2 separate regions of the Mus musculus genome follow, and region 2 is linked to region 1. A link is a contact called in public Hi-C data. All regions are on one chromosome and are shown on one strand. Each heading gives the region's core, a stretch centred on a gene start, on an enhancer-like site or on the middle of the called end of the contact. The rest is flanking DNA. Distances are from core to core; before and after follow the strand shown.

Region 1 (7,241 bases), core at 2,899-5,398:
TCTCAGTATTTCTCAAACTCAGTGCATGATCCTAAATACCAAAATCCCGCTTGGGTTTCCTTGCTGGTTCCTGAAGCAGAATGCTCGCCTTTGGACAGGAACTGTCCTTTGCATTTGGCAGCCCTTTTGAAGAGTTCCAACCAAACTGTAAAGTGGCCCGTATCAAAACTGTAAAAGAACTCACTTTTGCATTATGATTTGACTAGAGTGATCCTCGAATCGTTCTTAATCTACTACTTAGGATTTCTAGGCTATAGCTCTGATGAATCAAGTCCATAAAAATGTTGCCTGTTGCTGACTACTAGAATCAATGCCAGACTCAGCAGCTGGAGCCAGTAAGTCCCACACTGGCCACGATTCCCTCAAGGGGTGTGGGAGGAGGGCTCTGAAAACTGCAAGGGGAATATTATTAAGGAAATGATTTCAGAATGACCTTTCATTCATATTTTGAAGCAGGGCCCTCCGTGGGAAGCGTAATCTTCGTACTAAGCTACCGAAACTGAGACATCAAAAGCATTTTCCAAGCTGATAAATCACAGGCCGGCTTATCACTCCTCTGGCCAGGGATGCCTGATGCAGCCCAGCATCTCCATTTGAAGAAATCCAATAGTTCACGTAAACCTTGGTACTCATCGTGCCTCTTCCCTGAGTAAGGAAAAGAGCCCACTTGGCCGCACACTCCAGAGGGACAGATTACTGATTATTTAGTGAGAGACGAGTACAGAGTACAAAGGAATGGCATGCAAATGCTCTTGACATATTCACCTTTGCTTAAAGACAGCGCAACCAGTTGACAGAGGCAGGCCTAATGACATCAGGACCTGTGGAATGTATGACTGCTAGGAAACGGAACACATGCAGCTAGGAAACAGAACAGATCTGACGGGATCTTCTAGGATAAAGACTGTACATCACTGCCGTGAGAGCTGCCAAAAGTGGAGAGGAAGTAGTCTACAATCCTCAGACATGGTTCCACGTAAAGAAACTTTCACACAACACCCCCCCCCCCCCTGGCCGCAAGAAAGATCAGAAGGAAAAAAAAACATAGGAATCAAGATTCTATAATTCTAAGTGGTTTTAGAAGGGTCGTGGTCACGTATACTGTCTTCTATAAATATCTTTATCTCCTATAAATGTCTTAGAAAATATAATTTAATCAAAATTAGGCATGAGTGAATAATTCATTATACTGTACTTGTCCTTTGTGGTCAGAACCTTTAAAACTTACACTTAAATCAAAGTGTTTTCTTTCTTTTAAAGTAAACTAGAACCTAGCCATTTTGCACAGACATCAAAGTAGTCAGAAGTAATAGACGACTCAGTAGTGCAAAGTATTTTACTTATTGCATTTCAAAAAAAAAAGAGTTATCTTTCAAGCCTAAGTTTATTAAGAAGTGTTTATCTCTGCACATCTGTTACCCGTCCCTTCACTACTTAAAGGGAGAAAAACACAAAGCAAAACAGAAGAGAACTCGAAGCTAACAGGAAATTCAGCATAAACATCCTCCTGTTTCCTACACAAATGATCTGGTATCCTCTTTTGCGTGAGGCTGGAAAACAACGGGCAATTCTACATGTAATGTGCATACAGGTAAATTGGGCGCGAGAACTGCTGATCACTGAGTACATTATAGACTGAAAAATGAATTAGGGAGCTGCCTGACCTCTGTTATCTCATAGACAAATGCAGCTGACTGTCCAAATGCAAAAGCAAAAAAAAAAAAATTACTATAGTGGTTCCTTGCAGATTCTACGACACCATTCTCTAACTAGCGAAGACAGACCATATGACTCTAAAATTAGCAGACCTCCTATTTACTTCGGAGCAAAACACAGAAGGCATTTTTTCCCTTCCTGCCAGAATCTATGTGTCTCCTCATTTCCCCGGCAGCTGGCTGCAAGGATGTAAAATCAGAGGTGCAAGCAGCCTTACACTTCCTAATGAGTAAGCCACCCAGGAAAGTAAGCACAACAGCCACCAGCAGGTTCGGCTCTGAGGGAGACAGTGGCAAAGATGCTTACACTGTTGTTTACAATGTTCTCTAACTACTGCAGTCTGGGGCCATGGGAGCCTCAGGGAGGAGACACTCGGGAGGTGGCTCCCAAGCCTCCGGTTCTCCCAACTGCTCTCTCACTGGCTATCGATAAAAGCAACACACGTTTCTGTTCGGGCGAGGAATGTGGCCAGATCATTCCGGAGACCAAGGATTCTGTGGGGGCTATACTTGATTACCGCAAATCTGCGAGAGGCGACTGCTCTAGCAGGTCTAATCAAGGCCAATCTGGGATACGGTGGAGCGCTGCACCAGCAACTCCAAACATTGCACGCATCTCTAGGGGAGAGGGAACCTGCCGCCAGGCTTCCTCGCAACCCCACCGGGGGCCCTCTGGGCCTTCTCAAACCAGCTTTTCCAGCTAAGCAGATCCCAAGCGATTTCTATGAACAAGCTTGACCTAAGTAGCTTCAGCTCTCCTATCCCTGCACAGGTCTGCCCGCCACCCTAAGCGCACAGGATCCTAGACACACAGATACCACGCACGCCGACCACTGGTCAACTACCCTTCCAAACAGTGGGCTGCATTGCTGGATATCCCGCATGCCCAGCAGCCTCCTCTGGGCTAGAACCAGAGGCTGTCCAGTGCTGGTCCTCGCGCTCCACTTGAGCCCAGAGACTGCCCATCTCCCAAGAGAAGCACCCAGGTGCAAGCTCGCCTACCTGTAACCCGCCACCAGGGCCACCACTGCTCTGCCCACCGCACCCCGGCGCCGCGGACGCCCGACCCATTGAACATCCTCTCCACACTGGGTGCTCACTCCTGGCACAGCTCAACCCCGTGACACTCACGAAACTGACCAGCTTTCTCTAGCTAAATCGCTCAACAAAGCCTAGGCACTCAGGTCGAAATCAAACTGCCCGGCTGGAAGATACTCAAGAGAGATTTTTGGAGGCAACCCGATTCCACTTCTCAGGGGCGCGACCTGGGCAATCTCAGCCACCTTGGATGTTCCAAGGCAGGCGTCTAGGGAGGATCAACCAGGCTCACCACCACACATTCGCCATCACCCCGAACTGCGCTCCTCACCCGGTCCCTGTTCGTCCTCCAACCCGTTCCCACGTCCAGTGTTGCTCCAGACTAGCGGAGAAAAGGCGCCCCCTTGGCTGCTTTCTGCCCCTACTAAAGGACGGCATTGGGGTGACAGGGCAGGGAAAATGCGCGGGGTGGGATTCGTTCTTGTCACCCGGCGTGTGCGACTGACAGTGCGCTGGTTCTCTTCTCCTCTATATCTCCCTCTGGCACCTAATCGCCCAGTAGCTGATAAAACCTCGAACCCATGCCAAACCCCAGCGCCCACCAGCCAGGAGGCTCCCTTCCCGCCCCGCATCACGATCAGATGAGTGTGCGCATGAGGGCGAGTGTGCGAAGGCGAATGTGTGAGTGGAAGGGTGAGTGTACGTGAACCCCGCACCCCCTCGGTTGCCAGCCCATCGGATGCCGCCGCCTGCGCCCGACCAGGGCGACCACAATTATGAAGAGTGCAAAGAATAAATTACCTTTCGTAACCGCCGGTCCCTGAGATGGTCCCATCAGTTGCTCAACAACCTGCAACCCGGTGCAGTTTTCCACAATCCATCCATTGAGCCCCGGGGCACACACACACACAAAAAAAGAAGAAATAAAAAAAGAAGAAGAAAGAAAAAGAAAACAGAAAAAAGATGGACCTGTCCCACTGTAGACACCCCAGTCACACCAAGCAACGACTGATCAAACCGCAGAGACGACAGGAGGGTGGAGACCCCAGTCAAAGAAACAACAAAAAGTGTCTCTTTTCCTTTCTTCTTCTACACAGCCATGGAGAAAGGGGAAGCCGGGAAAGCCAATGCTAGTCTTCCTTTACGTTTCCTCGCTTCACACGCCCCAGGGGGGCAAAAGCGGAGCAAAGAGAAGGAGGGTTCAAATGTCTCTCTCAGGGCACAGTTGCACAACTTCGGAGTCAGGCTGTGTCTCTCGCTGCAGCCGGTGGACCCAAGCGGGAGCTATTAACATGCGGCAGTCATAACCAGAGCTGCTTTCCCTCCTCCTGCAGCCGCCGCCGCCGCCGCCGCCGCAAGAAAAGCAGCTGCTGAGGAGACCAAAAATCTTCCACCATCCCCCCCCCCGCAGCCGATCTTTATATCCAGTTCTCCCACCCCACCCCCCTTCTCTTTCTTTTTCTTCTTCTTCCTCGTCCTCCCCTTTCCGCCTCCGAGCGAGAGGGAGGGGATAGGTAGGGGCAGCGGCGAGGACCAGTAGTGGCTTCTCCGCCCAGTCCTCCTCGCCGTCCTCCTCCTGCTGCCCCCGAGGTGCTCCGGCAGCAGAGGGTCCGCTCTGCCGCCCGCAACCCGCTCCGAGAGCCCAGGCGCGAGCCGCGCAAACTCCTTGCCGGGTGCACGGCGTGGACGCGCGGGCAGAGCGGGCGCCGGGTCGCCGAGGGTTGCGTGCCTGCCGCGGGGGGCGAGCCCCGAGCTCCGGTGGTCGCCTATCAGCTCGCCGGCCAGGCCGGGTAGCTTCGGGCATGCGGGAGCTTCATCGCCCGGCCCGGGGTCTGAGCCGATGCCGTCACCGCCAACCTCCTCCTCGGCCGCCGGCTTCGGTCCTCTTTTTTTTTTTTTTTTAATTTTATTTAATTTTATTTTTTTCTCTTCTGGACTCCCCACCGGAGCCACTGAGGCTCGGGGCGCCCTCCAGACACGCACACGCTCTTCCCCTCGCGCGCACACACAGGGGCGAGCTCCTGCCCCAGCACACCGTGCAGCCCGCGCGCGCACACCCGGAGGGAGAAGACTGAGGCCAACGAAATAAATAAATAAATAAAAGAGAGAGCGAGAAGAAAGAAAGGGGAGGGGGGGGGGCGAGTCACAGGCGGTGGCGGCGGCAGCAGCAGCAGTAGCAGCTGCGGGAGCGGAGGCAGCGCGCAGTCCGCGAGATGCCAGCAGCGGCGGCGGCGGCAGCGGTGGCGGCGTCGCCCTCCTGGCCCGGCCGTGCCATCTGCATCCCCGCTCCTGGGAACTGGAGCGAGCGCTGCGGGCCGAGCGGGCGGAGGGGGCGGTCGCGCCCGCAGACAGGCAGCGTGAGCGCAGCGGCCAACGCAGCCGAGGCCCGAGTGAGCCTCTGGCGGGGTGACGGGGCGAGAGAGCTCCCAGGACCAGGGAGGGGGGCTCCAAGGCCGGGAAAGGGGCGGCCGGCAAAACCCGGATCTGGAGTCCGCGAGGGCTCCGCGGGCGCGGGCTCCACCTAGCCGCTCCGCAGAATCTTGGAGGTGGGAACCGTGGGGCGGCTAAGGGAGGCTTCCCTTGCAGGGTTTGTCAGACAAAGGGTATCTCTCTCCTGGATAGGAGCATCTCTCTCTCTCTCTCTCTCTCTCTCTCTCTCTCTCTCTCTCTCTCTCTCTCTCTCTCTCTCTCTCTCTTCTCTGCTCTCCATTTCCACTCATCTCTAGCCCCCCCCCCTCTCTCCACTCAATCTCTTCACTCTCCCTTCCTCCCTCCCGTTCTCCTCCTCCCCCACTCTTCTGCTCTAGGTGAATGAGGTACCAGGCTGGGAGTTCTGCCAGTGTCTTTTTTTTTTTTTTCAGGTGCAGATTACTCCACGTGTTCTTTATGCGGGTGCTGACTTCTAAAGCATTGCCTGCTTTGAGTCCATTTTATGTTTCTTGAAACTTACCTCAATGTACAAGTTCATTGCAAAATTGAAAGCACACCTTTCTACGAAAAGATAGGACCTAGAGACTCAATGATTTTGATTTCACTACAATAAAAATTACCATGAAGGATATAGAAAACTGTCTTGGTTCTATCTCCATGCCTTCTGCTGTGATAAAGTTTGCCCACGTGACCTTCATCAACTAATTGTACCTCTTTGGGATGCTTTTGTAAATGAAATTGTTAAAAAATGTCTTTCTTTCTTCCTTCCTTCCTCCCCCCCTCCCCCCCCCCGCTTCTCTCCTATAACATTTTATCGCTTCAAGGACTGTGGATGTAGTTTCTATATAAGCATAGTCTAGTGACTAGGATTTATTGTATGAAACCAACAGGTACATCACATTCCTATTCAGGTCTCCCAAGTTGAATGAGGCTGTATAGTGAGGCAGTATAGTGTCATAATGATCTCCTGGCCTGTGGGAATTTGCAAGTTGGAAACTACAACCCCAGCAGATCTGTAAAGCTAACCATCATCGTAATTATCTGATCATCCCTGACACAAGAATGAATTTCTTTCATTCTTCAAAGCTCAACTCACATGCCAGATTTTCTTTTTTTTCTTTTTATTTTTTTATTACGTATTTTCCTCAATTACATTTCCAATGCTATCCCAAAAGTCCCCCCTACCCTCCCCCCCCACCAGATTTTCTAAAGAACCCCTTTCTTAGCTATCCCAAGGTGAGAAAAAGCCTTTGTAACATATGGTATATGCTACACACACCATAGCCATTATCTTCTCTGCTACAGTTTGGATCCTAAGTATCCACCAAAGGACTTTATGTTAAAGGCTGGTCTCCAGCTACTGATGATTTTGTGGGGTAGTAGAATTTTTAAGAGGTTGGCTTGCTCTAAGGATGTTAGAACCTTGAAGATGGAACCTTGTAGAGGATCCAGGGACCTTCCCACCAAGTACCCTGTATCCCAGTCACGGAGGTGAACAGCTTTGTTTTGTTATACAATCAGAGGTATTGTTTTGTATCGTAAATATCAAAACAACAAAGACAATTAGGCTTAGACTGAGGCCTCCAAAACTGTAAGCCAAAATGAACGTTCCCTCCCATGAGGTTACTTTTATAGGCATGCTGTCATGGGGAACGAAAATGTGACTAAGCAGCTAACTAGCTCACACAGCACTGTGATGGTACCTCTACCACAATGCCTATGTTGTCCTGCTTATTTTGGTCTCTTTTCAAATAATTAGCTGCATGTCACTATATCTTCTCAGATTATAAGAGCTCTCTTAAAGGTAAGTTCCAAGCTATATTGGGAAAGAATATACTATATATTATATGCTCTTTGTGTATCTAGTAATTCATTTGGGAGTGGGGGAAATAGAAAGTCAAAGAGATTTAATGGCTGAGTTCTGACCAAGTAGATTTTCATAGGCTCAAGTATGGCTGCTTTTATTCCCTTAATACAGGACATTTATAAGCGCCCTTGGATACGTAAATACAAATTGACATCTGGACTCACTTGTGACTTAAACAAGGGCTTCACCAA
Region 2 (7,241 bases), core at 1,334-3,833, 120 kb before region 1:
CCTTGTTTACCATCCTCAACATATTTCATCACCCTAACTACTGATCTTTTGATGATAAGAATGTGTTTAAGCATTCTCAACGCTATCTGCTTTAATTAGCTGATAATAATTATTAGAGTGAGATAGTGTTATATTTCCACATTTTGAATTTTCTTCTAAACTTTTAACATTTCATGAACATAATTGTGTGCTGAAAGTGCTGTTGAGAACAAAAGCACAAAACGCCAAGCATTTATTTATTTTTATTTACTTACTTACTTATCCTAAAATGACCTAGACATTTTCCAGCCTACTGCCTCAGCCTCTCAAATGCTGGTATTTCATGTATCTCCATTTGCTGTGTAATATGCGAGGTTTTTGTTTGTTTGTTTGCTTTTATTAGGAAGAGTAACTGCAGAAAATACATTGTCACTGGTCACCACATTAGCAGATTCCACATACTGACAGACTACTTTCCCTGGTCTTCTTGTAGAGGGTGGCTTGAGTTTGGAGCAGTCATCCAGCATCTGCTACTGGAGAGTTGGGAGTATAGGTGTGAGCCACATACCCAACTCCAAATCTAAAAACTGAGAAGGCTCGCCCTCTATGCACACCTTGGTCTTCCAGTTCTTTGTCAGTGTTGAAGCCTCCTTGAACAATGAATCATTTCTACAAATCCTTGTTTAGGGAAGAGGTAGCCAAGCAAATGACCCGGTACAGATGAAGGAGAAAACAAACCATTCAGTTGGAAAAACCTGTATTTGTCAGCACACCATGGCCTGAGATATCTTGAATAACTACAAATGTAAACATTTGGTTTTGTGTCTTAACAGTATTGTTCATCATTCAAGAAGAGATCACAAAGTAGAGAAACTTGACATATTAGAATATCCTTGCTTAAGATCTATATATTCTACTATTGCTTCTCTATCATAGTAGAAGATCACATTTCAGATACTACATATCCATCCACAATCATGTTCTGGTCAAGAATTCTGCACATTCTTTCTTTCCAAGTTTATTTTTATAATATGCCTAGTATATTTAGGGACACTTTATGTATCGGGTCCAAAAGCACTTGGAATGAAATTAGATTCAGTTATAGTCCTATGAAGTGGGGCAAGATGTAGAAGCAAATGAGAATTTCATATATATATATATCCTGCTGAGATAGAAGACTGTGTGATAAAGGATTTCCTAGAAAGTTGTCACTTTAAGGAGTTGGCTTATAGTTTTTCACTTCTCTTTAGAAATAAAAACTCAAAGAAGTTAGCCTTTAATCTGAATTTGCCCTTTCAATACCCTTGTGATTACCTAAGCTAAATAATTTTCATAAAATATACTATTTTAAGAGTAGGATACAGTTGTGTGTCCTGAGACCACTTGACATACCCAGGAATAAGCCAGGTCTTTGGGAAACATGGAAGGTCAATATTGTTTATTGTCCTTAAAAGAAGTAAAATAGGTGCTGCTTTTGCGTGGGTCTGGAAATTTTACTTGGTGGGCTGATTGTTTTTAGAGAGTCTCACTATGTAGTTATGGCTAGCTCAGAAGTTCCTATAGACTAGGCTGGCATTCACCTTAGGATGCTTATCCTGCTTCTGCCTCTCAGGTGCTGAGATTACAGATGGTTGCTACAATGCCCATCTCAGGCCTTCAAGCATTTTTCTTAGTTACCTTCCACAGGTGTCAACTAGACACACTTTAGAAGGGACCTCAGTTGATAAATTGTCAAGGTCATACTAGCCAGTGGGCACTGTCTTCATTGCTAATTGATGTAGGAGGACTCAGCCCACTGTGTAAACCAGTGAACCATTCTGTGTTACAGCTTAGGTAAGGCCTGGTAGGAAAGCCAGGGTTGGCCTGGGCTCTATAAGAAACCCAGAGTATGAGGCATCGAGAATCCAGGAACCAGCATTACCCAATAGCCTCTGCTTCCAGTCCCTGTTTTGCTTTCAGTTTTTGCTCTGACTTCCCTCATGATGCACTGTGACCTCGAAGTTTAAGTTGAAATAAACTCTTTTCCTCTACAAACTGCTTTTAGTTAGTGTTTTATCATGACAGGATTGCATGTGTGTATGTGTGTGTCTGTATGTTCGTGCATGTGCATGTATGCGTGTCTCAGGAAATAGAACAGAACCATCAGAAGCCAGTATTGTGGATGGCCTCACCTCTCATCCTTTGTTCTTAACATGGGGAATAATATTGAGTTGGTTCATTTTATTTTTTCACTATTGGCTTTACAAAGACTTAAAATATCTCTGCTTTTATGAGTACTCTCATAATCTGTACATTATCTCAGAAAATGGGCAGCCAGAAAGAATACCTGAAGTATTTTCTATACCTTAACTCATGATTTTTATGAGTTTCAACACGCAGGAGACCTTACAATAATGTATTACACATATAGTATTTAAATATAAAATAGTGCATATGCATTCTGTGCAATTGGAACTATGTGCCAAGGGCCAAAAAATAATAAAATCACACCCCATGAGTGCACATTGTGTGTGTGTGTGTATCTCTATATGGATATATATATATAGACATATATATAGCTATTGCAACAGAGAAAAATAGACAGATTAGCATAATTCCTTCTTTCCTCAATATCCTTGGCAGGAAAGAACAGCCCCCCACTGGTACAGAGCTGTTCCATCTGCCATTCTAACTGCAAGAACAGTTCGTTTTCTTGGAAAGATGATTTATGGGACAACCAAAGCTCTCTTTCATTTAAAAATATTATTATGTAGAATGCCCATGATATCTATTGTTGGATCACTAGTGAGATTATGTAATGTCCAAAAATCTGAACCAATGGATTGTCAGCATCTTCTCTTCCCATGCTGCCAACATTTTCAATGCACAAATAAGGCTTCTAGTCTTATGTAAAGTCACTATGACACTATACATGATTTATCCAGAAAGGACTTTACTTAAATAAATCTGAGTGTGATTCGTGATTAATGATAAAGAACAATGGGGAAATGTTTTGATAGAAGCACCCATCTGGCTATTGATTGCACAGAAACAATGAGTAGATGACCCGATGATATGCCAGGTGCATGACAGGGGTAACTACTGACTTTTAATCTATGGCAGCTCCAAAGTTAGGTGGCGATAAACAGATAAGGGATTAAAAAGATGTCAATGAAGTCTTCCCTGGGATTACGGGTCAGATATCATTCCAGGAGACAAAGCCATCTTTTAATACACTATGTTCTAATCCATTTAAATAACACAACAGACAGATGAAATTTCCTTCTTCCTAATATTCTCAGCCATCTTGAAAAGTCAATAAATGATGAGAAATATCTAAAACTTTATACTTTTTCTTATTAAAAATAATATTAGTAACTATATTTTCTAGGGAGCCCTTGACTTGGAGTGACAGTCTTGGAAGAACATGTAAGGCCAAATGTAATCAAAGAACTTTGGAAGTGTATTTTGGAAGTGTAGTTTAAGTAAAAGAACAATAAAATAGAAAGAGAACATAGCACTGTGCTGTTTCATAGAACTAGCTGTTCAAGCTCCACAAAAAATGAAGGAGCTAGATCAGCTGGCTGTGTGCTCTCTATCCCTCTCACTGCTTGCTGTCTTTTATAAGGCTGGTGGATCTTCAAATTTCTTATGGCATTAGGTTTTACATGTGCCTTTTAATAATTTCTATTTTATGTTGCCATTAAGCTCTCATTCCAAACAGTTCCCATTATTAATTAATATACAAGCTTTGCGGGATTTATTTTTGTAGCTGTTGCCTCACTAATGGTTTGATTTTCTTCTGAATTTCCGATGCCATTAAGCTGCCAAGGTCAATTAACCTCTTAAGAATAAGCTGGCAATAGCAAGCAGGTTAAGAATAATAATCCTACCTCAAAGAAGCCCTCAGCACACTGACGTAGGAAGACAAAGCATGTTGCCCTAACTCAAACAGATCTTTCAAGGATAGCAGAGAATGGGCAAGAGTTAATATGACAAGAGCTTCTGAGGCCCTCTCCTCTGCTCCAAGTGGAGTCTGCATGCTCTGGTGTGCCTCCTTGTCTCCTCCCCGTTCAGAGTGCTAGCTGAGATGGGATGGGATGCTTTGTCCAACCATATTGTTCTGCATAAAGGAGAGGGAGAAATGGTTCATGGATGACATCCAGCCATACATACTTGCTTTGTAAAGAGAGAATGTGCGCAAGCGAGTGAACTAGGAGCACTTTACTATCCTTTGGCCCTCTGTGCTCTGCCTCACCTTCTCTGTCCACATAGCACGTCACTAACTAGAACAAGTCTTGCTTCTGATTTCCAAGAGATCTGAAATCTCCAGCTTTTTCTTTCCAGATGAGTATGCGAGACTAATTTAGGAGTGTGTAGTTGGAAATCATTTTTTTGAGCAACCTACATTTTCTATAACAATCTTAACAATCTAAAAACAACAACAAAAACAACAACAATAATAACATCAACAACAACAAAAAAAACCCCAAACCGAGAAAGCCCGTTTGATTATAATTTCCCAAATGTTTCAGAAAGGCAAAAGCAGAATTTAAAAAAATATATATTTTTACTACTCATCCTTCAATCAACAAACTGAACAAGAATTACTGTCTATCATGCAATGATTAGACTACAGAATTCTCTCGAGGTATGTACTAGGTTCCTTAACTCTACTTTAAATTGCTTTCCTTCTTAAATGTAAACTACATTTTTATACACACAAACTCCTTAATTCACACTTTTTTTTGGATTTTACATGCATGGTTTTGCTCACTAATTGACAGTTACAATTCATGAGTATATTTGTCACCAAACCTGTAACAGATAAAGAACAGTTTTCTTTGAAAATAAATTACTAACTCTGCAGCAGTAAAATATAATAACAAAATAAAACCTGAAAAAGTCTGTCATTAAAGTTAACGATCCCAGATTTAAATTCCATTCACGTGAGTCACTTAATAGGCAGACGTAGGCAATGCGTTGATGATTGGTATTTCTTACTTCTCCAACATGTAAATTGTCAATAAAAATACAATTTCAAAGTTTGAAATTGAGGTTGGACATACCATCTCACATGATGCTAGGCAACTAAAAAGTGACAAAAATCTGTTACAAATTCTTCAAATTATGTAGTAATACATTTTCTTCATTATTAATCTTCAGAACTAGGTTTTCAGGCTCACGGTAGTAGAAAGATAACCTGGAATACTAGAGAAAGGCCGCAAATGTTCCTTTAATAACTACTTAGCTGACACTGGGCATGGCACTACTATGCATTAGAAGTCTGAGATTTTGTATCCAGAGGAAACATCAAAAACATAAATTTTATAGAAACATTCAACATTAGATGTGATTCCTTTACTACTTTAACTAAATGAAAGAGTACACCTTTTTGGTCGTATAGTAGGTAAATGCTAATGGTACCAGCAGTCCTTCGTCTCCATATAGTGTAATGAGCTATTTCTATTCATAGAAGTTAGTTATAAATGATTGTTATATTAGAGAGAATATGTAACTACTGAGAAAGCGGGGAAACTGAGAACTTTCTTAGATGATAGGGAAGTTCTAAATCTTAACGTAGATGCCTGTTTCGTGCTTGATTATTACTGTCAAGAGCATTTCATAGTGGTGCCTATTATTTTATAGTAACATTATCTCAATTTTTAAAAGGGAGGGCAAATCCTACAGGTAGTAAATGCAAAGGCTTTTTGGAAAGTCACACAATTAACTTTAATATGAACCAAGTATTATTAAGCGATTACAGAAAAAAAAATCAATTTTGGTTTTGGTGGTGGGTGGTATGAGAACAGTCTGCATATAGTCAGATGTTTGAATGCTTGGTGCCCAGGTGGCTCTGTTGGGTGGAGCTAAGAGGTGTGGCCTTGGTAGAGGAAGTGTGTCACTAGGCTGGTCTTTGTGCTTTCAAAGACACACCCCATTGCCAGTTGATTTTCTGTCCCCTGCTTGTGGATCAAGATGTGACCTTCCAACACACTATGCCAGCAGCCTCCCAGTCACCCCAGTACGGAAGAGTGTCAGCCCTCTGCAACTATAAGCTAAATGTATCTTTATTCTACATGTCGTTTTGGTTATGGATTTTTAAATATAACAGCAGAAAAATAACGAATACAGTCAGTAATATTTTTACTGATATTTAATTTTTAATTTCCCCCTCAATTTTAATTGAAAATAGGTACTTTCCCAAGCAATATGTTTCCTCTACCCTAACCCATCCCAAATCCTTCCTACCTCACATTTCATCCAAATCCACAACCTTTCTGCCTCTCATTACTATATTTTTAAACTGGGAAACTTGCTTGAAATGTAGCTACAGTCGTTCATGTTAAAATTCAAAATATCTACTGAGAGTACACCCACATATTCTCAAGACAACAATGTATTCCTGAGTCCGAATATAAGCTCTTTTATTTGATCTTTTTAAAGGCATAGATCATGACAGTTTGTAGCACAAGCCTCACTAACCCTGCCATTCACTGACCAGCAGCACCCTGTGCAGAAGAGACATTTCATACTTTAAACTTGAACATCCTTTGGAATGGTAGAAGAAGCGATCTTGCAAATTAAATGTAATCTAAAATTATTTTTTCAAGGAACATGGTCATGAATAAAGCGTAGCAATAGTTTAAGCTGCATTTGAGAAAGTTAATATAAAATCATCGAAAATCTTCTGTAAAATCATCTTTCCAGTAGAATTCAGTACCCTGGATTATTCCAGCAAATACATAAGGCACAGAAATAAATGGTAGACATCAAAATGCTAGTTGTTGATTTTAAATAAAACAGTATTGTTGGTGGGATTGCAAGCTTGTACAACCACTCTGGAAATCAGTCTGGCGGTTCCTCAGAAAATTGGACATAGTACTACCAGAGGATCCCACAATACCTCTCCTGGGCATATATCCAGAAGATGTTCCAACAGGTAAGAAGGACACATGTTCCACTATGTTCACAGCAGCCTCATTTATAATAGCTAGAAGCTGGAAAGAACCCAGATGCCCCTCAACAGAGGAATGGATACAGAAAATGTGGTACATTTACACAATGGAGTACTACTCAGCTATTAAAAAGAATGAATTTATGAAATTCCTAGCCAAATGGATGGACCTGGAGGGCATCATCCTGAGTGAGGTAACCCAATCACAAAAGAACTCACACAATATGTACTCACTGATAAGTGGATATTAGCCCAGAAACTTAGAATACCCAAGATATAAGATACAATTTGCAAAACACATGAAACTCAAGAAAACGAAAACCCA

What was found. A called contact is a pair of places that touch in the nucleus more often than the background predicts.
Region 2: a Hi-C map of cerebellum shows a contact between it and region 1, with 3 times the contacts expected there. The contact joins the enhancer-like site here to the promoter of Adgrl3 in region 1. A contact is called at or near these places in 2 of 39 promoter capture datasets (hippocampal neurons and neutrophils), 4 of 484 Hi-C or Micro-C datasets (bone marrow-derived dendritic cells, cerebellum, cortical neurons and 1 more), 2 of 115 datasets of contacts at active chromatin or transcription factors (embryonic limb bud and neural progenitor cells) and 2 of 9 other capture datasets (adipose tissue and liver).

What each region holds. Positions count from the first base shown.
Region 1 is chr5:81,017,659-81,024,899 of GRCm38.p6, reverse strand. Adgrl3 (adhesion G protein-coupled receptor L3) reads right to left here and starts at 4,148. Exons shown (of 27, transcript NM_001359828.1): 1 at 3,555-4,148.
Region 2 is chr5:81,131,958-81,139,198 of GRCm38.p6, reverse strand. The region is part of intron 2 of Adgrl3 (adhesion G protein-coupled receptor L3); the gene reads right to left. Among named protein-coding and RNA genes, the nearest start is that of Adgrl3, 110 kb to the right of the region's middle. Within about 2 kb of position 2,583, at least 4 of the 459 cell types and tissues checked have an H3K27ac peak or open chromatin away from gene starts, as enhancers often do. A contact at or near this core is called in cerebellum, where this site is marked.